2 separate regions of the Sus scrofa genome follow, and region 1 is linked to region 2. A link is a contact called in public HiChIP or PLAC-seq data. All regions are on one chromosome and are shown on one strand. Each heading gives the region's core, a stretch centred on a gene start, on an enhancer-like site or on the middle of the called end of the contact. The rest is flanking DNA. Distances are from core to core; before and after follow the strand shown.

Region 1 (2,924 bases), core at 310-2,809, 310 kb after region 2:
TGCTCCCATACCAAGGCTTTTTCAACTGCCATTTTTCTGTCCAGAATCATTTTTGGCAAAGTCGTCTCTTCATCATTCAGTTCTGGGTTCCACTGTTCCCTCCTCAAAAGAAGCCTTTTCTGACTCTCCTAATTAAACGACCCGCAGTCTCCCATCCTCACGGCTTCGTCCACAGCACTCAACACCATTTCAAACCATCATACACATTTGCTTGTCTCTGGCCTTTTCTTCCTCTTAAAGGTTGGAGACACACGCTCTCTCTGCCCATTTCCCCCAGAAGCCTGTGCACCTCTGTTCTCAATTCATGCATGTTACACGTGAGAAAAAGAAACACCGTACCTGGCATCAGAAATTGAGCAAACACTTACCATTAAGACTTCACTGTTGGGAGGCACGGATGGCGGAGCTCCTCCAGGAAAGTACCGCAATCTAAAAGGACATCAGCATCAGTCAGTCTCTGACTACGAGGAAGGGGCATAACAGACAAGATCCATTAATAGGGATCCCTGAATAGGGATCTCTTCTAACACTCTATTATTCAAACGACCCAAGGTTCCCAAGGTGTGTTTTCTCCCTCTTTGTAAAGTTATAAAACCAGCTTTTGGACTGCAGTTGTGCTCCTGGTGGCCTTTTGGTTGAAGAGTATTGACAAACGAATGCCCTGACAGTAGCTCACGATCTAGGGGTGAGATTCCCAACTGCACACAGCCAATTTTCCATCCGCCTCTGAAACTCGGCGAACCTAGTTCAACCAAAAGTTATCTCTCTCCTTTCCTCCGGACGTGAATAACAATGCTACCTCCCCTCCCACTCCTTCTATCCTCCCATCTTCTTAAAATTGGAAAGGAAGAAAATTGAAGCATGAAGCTCGATGCTTAATACAAGGCTCTCCTTTTGCTAACACCGCCTTCAAAAACGAGTAATTCGTGGTGTTCCTGTTTCTCTTGGCCGATTTTCCTTCCCTTTTAAACTGTCATTGATTTTCCTCCTCAGTTCCACGGCCCCTTCATTCTGTCCTCTGATCACACCCGCTTTTACTGTTCAGGAACGTAAATTCCTCTCTGCTTTTTTTCTCACCCCCACCCCAGGAGATAAATACACCCACGCGCCCTTCTGCACACTCTCCTTAGCCTTGCCCTCTCTGCACCGGCTAACATCTCGATAAATACAACCCTCCCCTCGCCTAAGCCCTGGGACCCGACAACCGGCTTTTCCTTCCAAATCTGCCCGCGTCCTATCACTGGGCCAACCCAACCCATCACACACCTCCAATTAGGGCTCCGGACCTCAGCGTCGCACCCCATCTCGGACCACATTCAAGACCCCGCCCCGCCCCCCTTACCCGGAGGAGCCACGTCCCGCAGCCCGGATCCTGCCCCACACTCGTCTGGCCTCCATCCCCATCCTGTCGGTCCGGAGGGGCCGAGCCCGCAGCCCATCCCCGGCCACATCTCCCTTCCCTCTTCCTCTCCTCCGGGTCGCTTCCCCGTCCGACGGTGCCCCGCCCACTACCCGGCTGACCCTCAGCCAATCCGCGCTCTGACTCCCGGCCAGGCCCCGCCCCACGTCGGAGCGCCCCGACGCACTCTCCAGTTCTCGCGGGACTTGGGCCACGGAAAGCGAGGTGTTCGCGGAAGGGATGTGAGTGGCGCGTCGGTAAGGTACGGGTGCGGGGAGGCCGTGGCCGCCTGGGCTCCGCGAGCGGGGCCGCGAGAGGAGGCGGGAGGGAGGGGGCCGCTGGGTGCGCGCGGGGGCCGCGCCTGCGGGGTGGGAGGAAGAGCCGGGCTGGACTCGGCTCAGGATTGGACTCGTGTCCGGCTCCGGGGCGCGCGGCCGGTGCATACGGCCCACGCGGGCCTGGAGGAGTTTGCTGCGGAGGAGGCGCCGAGGTGCTTGGCCTGCGGGTGGGACCCTGGGCCCCTCCTCGTCCGCCCCTTTCGCGCTGGATTTGGCAGTTGGGGCACTTCGTGGACGGTGAGGGAAGCTGACGCCCACTCCAGTTGGCAGCAGTGGGGATTCTTCATGCGAAGGAAAACAGCTGTCAACTTGCCGCAGAAACGACTCTTAGGGGAGCCCATAGTTTCTCAATCAGAGCGGAAAGCTGTCCAATTTGTTGCTTTTGGCGCCTGCCACCCAATTTTTCCGTCTTGCAGGCTCCTTCTTTGCTACCTGAGGGAGGAACTTGGCAGCTGCTCCTTCCACAGCCCCCTGTACAAAGTCCTAGCTCCCCTGGGCCTGAGACCCAGCTGCTGCAACTTAAACACCAGTCAGACCTGTTGCTGCCTTCTACGAAATTTGTAATAAGTTACCCGGACTCCCTTTTCACAAAACAGCTTTTCAGAAACTTGCAAAAGCACGTGTCCTAACTTGTCTTGTGCCAGCTAAACCTACCTGATTTTCCCCACTCTTGCTCCGATGACATGGCTGTAGAAGTGGACTAAAGTCCAGAGCATGAAGCAGAAATAAAGCTGTTTGTGGTAACTCTTAACCAGGTTTGTGCATTAATTAGCACTACCTCTTTTCACTGTCACCGCACCTTAATCTTCCTTGAGCTTGCAGTTAACCTGAACATCCTGGACTTTGTGACATTATCAACTGATTCCTTCTGCCTCTCCTTCCCACATGCAAAGTCATTATCCACTGATCATTTGGATTGAAGTCTACAGCTTCAAACGTCTCACAGTTCTTTTGACGGCTTTACTCACCTTTCGCCCTGGATCCTCCAACAATTCATCAGCCTTCTCAGCCTCAGGTCACCCCCAGCTATGCCATACATATCTTCTGTATCTTCATTTTAAACCATCTCCTCCAGAGATAATAGCACAGTTTTCTCTTGATCATGGGTATATGACTGCGGAGTTAATCCTAGATATACTATATGCCATAATCAGTTTTATTAGATCACCATGATTCATGATTTCCTT
Region 2 (2,907 bases), core at 386-2,885:
TGCCATGACTCAGTTGTACACTCAGTGACAACTCTGACCCCTTCACTAGTTGAACTGAGTAATATCAGTCATGTTAGGGCTTATATTCTTTTTCTTTTTTTTTTTCTTTTTTAGTAGCACCTGCAGCATGTGGATGTTCCCGGGCCAGGGATCGAACCCACGCCACAGCAGCAACAGGAGCTGCCGCACTGACAATGCCGTCTCCTTAACCCACTGAGCCACAAGGGAACTCCAGGGCCTATATTTTTAAATCACACAGGCTCAGTTTGTTGTGCGACTGGCTGTCATTTTATATTCCTTCAGGGGTGAAGCTGTCCCCTAGGGAAGCCAGGGGCCAAAGGAAGTCACTTTGGCCCTCACAATTCCAAGAGCATTTGGGGTTCTCAGGAGGCAGAGCCTGAACAGAGGGAAGGTACTGGAATTGTTAAATAATTATTCCGCAGCTTGGCTGCTTCTGGGTACTGCAGCCTAATACTTGGGCTTAGGAGACTTCGTCTGATAGACACACGCCATTTCATTTCCTCTTAGAAAGCAGTGGACACGGCCTATTTTAAGTTGGCTACATAGCTTCAATTTAAAAAATGTCATACCTATCTTTTTACAGACTTTTAATAAAAGTTTTTGGCAAGGCGAACTTGTTCAAGGAAGTTCACACGGGTAGGTTTTTGTTTTTAAATTTAGATTTGTCCTCTTCTTGGAAGGTGGGGAGGGAGCTGCTGAGAGGGAGTCCTTCTGACCGCAAAGAAGGCTTCCACAAAGGTCACCTGACCAAAAGCAACCTATGGACTTTGGGAAGTCACCGGGGTGATGAGCCAACACGGAGCCTCCTCCCTTCTACCCTCTCAGCTCAGCACCTGCTCAGCTGCAGCCCAGGACGGGGCAACTCTTAGCTTCTCTCTGCGAACCGCAAGATGCTCTCCTCTCCCTCAAACACGCCAACCCCACCATCAAACTGCAGGCGAACCACTGCAGGGGTCCCAAGAGGAGTAAGTGCTCACAAACAGCGGCAGGAGGAAAGGAGCCAACCAGGGAGCTGAGCGCAGGGGTCTGCTCCCCCCCCGGGGCGGGGGGGCGGACGAGCCTCCAGCCCGGGTCCCGCATCGCCGGGGGGACGCACACGCAGGTGCGGCTCCGAGGCTCCTGGGGAAAGCGAGGACCGCCCGGTCGCGGCCGCCCCCTCCGCCCGCCCGGATGACCCCGCATCCAGGAGAGGTGCCCTCAGGGGGCTCACTCCCTCTCCGCCGGGGACCAGGGGGCGGCGAAGCACCGCCTCGTCTCTCTGGCTCGGCCACCTGTCCGCTAGGCCCGGCTCGCAGGGGAGGCGGGCACAGGTAACCGCACCTGCTCGGCCAACTCCACCTGCTGCGTCCGCTCACCCGGTCCTCCGCCTCCACCTCCCGGCTCCCCTCGGCGCCTCCTTCGCGACCGGGGACGTCCCGGCCCGACCTACCTGCGCGCTCCGGCCCGGGCGCTCCCCGCGCTCGCCCCGCGCCGCTCCGGGCGGGCCGGCGGCGGCCCCGCGCCGCACTTCCTCGCCGCCTGGGCTGCGGGCTCAGCGGGAAGCCCCGGCGCTGCCCGGCTCGCCGCCTCCGACCGGCTCCATTGTGACGCGGCGCGTTCCGCCGGCCAATCGGGGCGCCGCGGCGCGAACCGCTGACTAAGTTCGCGGGGGAAGGGGGAGGGGCCGGGGCGGGGCCGCCGGCGGCGGCGGCGGCGGCGGCGGGGGCGGAGCGGCTGCCTCGGCCGCTGCTCCCGCGGGTGGACTGGCAGCAGCCTCGGCCCGGTCGTTCGCCCGGCCTCGGGACGCGGGGCCCGGGGCCTCGCCCCTCGGCGCCGATGGAGACGAGGCGCCGCCGCCGCCCGGGAGCGCGCCCTGGGGCCGCCCTGCCCGCGCCGCACGGCCCCCGGCGTGCAGGCTGCCCCGCACCGCTCCTCCCGGGGCCCGGAGCACCGGGGCCTGTCCCCGGGGGCGGCAGAGCAGCTTGGGGCTGTCCAGATGCCCGCGCCAGGGACTTGGGAAGTGCAGGGTTTGCGGGCGGACCACTGCCTCGTCACGTGCTCACCGAGTAACTTGTTATTTACAAAACGTGTTTTGAACCCGAAGGGAAGGCGCGGGTGGAGCCCGCAGCACCTCCCGCTGAGGCTCAGAAATCCCTGTACCTTCCCCTCCACAGCCTGCTTGGAAAGGCTGCAGGGCCGAGCCCATGTGTAGCAGCGGGCGGTTGTACCGACCTAAGCGGCTTACGTGAGGCTTCTGGGCCTCCCGGGGCATCCGTCTCTCCTGGGTCATTATCCTTGGGATGCGGGGAACAGCGAGGTAGAGGGGCTCTGGCTTTACGCATAAGCGAGGATGCCTGTCTCCCCATCCACTGACTGCCCCGCTGGTTTCCCTTTTAAGTGGCCTTGGTCTGAAAAGTTACCATGTGCCTTGCAGAACAAACAAACATTTAATCCAAACCCAGAAATTCGAGGGACTTAAAATTTTTATCATCCACATTCACCCGCCCCTCCACGCCCCAGATTTTTTTTTTTTTTTGGTATGTATTTTGTGTGTGTGTGTATAATGATTTTTTTTTTTTCCATTGTAGCTGGTACCGCCCCAGATTTCACTCAGTCTTTCTGCCGGCTAATTCAACACAGTGATTCAATTAGGCAACATTTATATCTCTGGATTGCTATGGCAATCATATTCGCATTAAAAAAAAAAGTTTGTACAGGAACCTCCCAAAGGAATAAAATAAAGACTATAAAAGACTCAGCATTTGGAGCCTTTCGGGTCAGTTTGTATAAATGGGAGTAAAGAAAATGGCACGACTGAGTTGTTTGAGACCAAGTTGTGTCTGACAAAGACTGTTCCAGACTACAGTTTGAACTCCCTTGAAAGGGACTCGGAGGGCTGCCTTTGTG

What was found. HiChIP or PLAC-seq counts read pairs in DNA pulled down with a chosen protein or histone mark.
Region 1: an H3K27ac HiChIP or PLAC-seq map of alveolar macrophages shows a contact between it and region 2. The contact joins the promoter of KYAT3 here to the promoter of LRRC8B in region 2. A contact is called at or near these places in 1 of 5 promoter capture datasets (liver) and 1 of 2 datasets of contacts at active chromatin or transcription factors (alveolar macrophages).

The regions. Positions count from the first base shown.
Region 1 is chr4:127,449,916-127,452,839 of Sscrofa11.1, forward strand. It overlaps KYAT3 (kynurenine--oxoglutarate transaminase 3), which reads left to right and starts at 1,560. Exons shown (of 14, transcript XM_001929384.5): 1 at 1,560-1,641.
Region 2 is chr4:127,134,981-127,137,887 of Sscrofa11.1, forward strand. LRRC8B (volume-regulated anion channel subunit LRRC8B) reads right to left here and starts at 1,636. Exons shown (of 7, transcript XM_013997404.2): 1 at 1,451-1,636.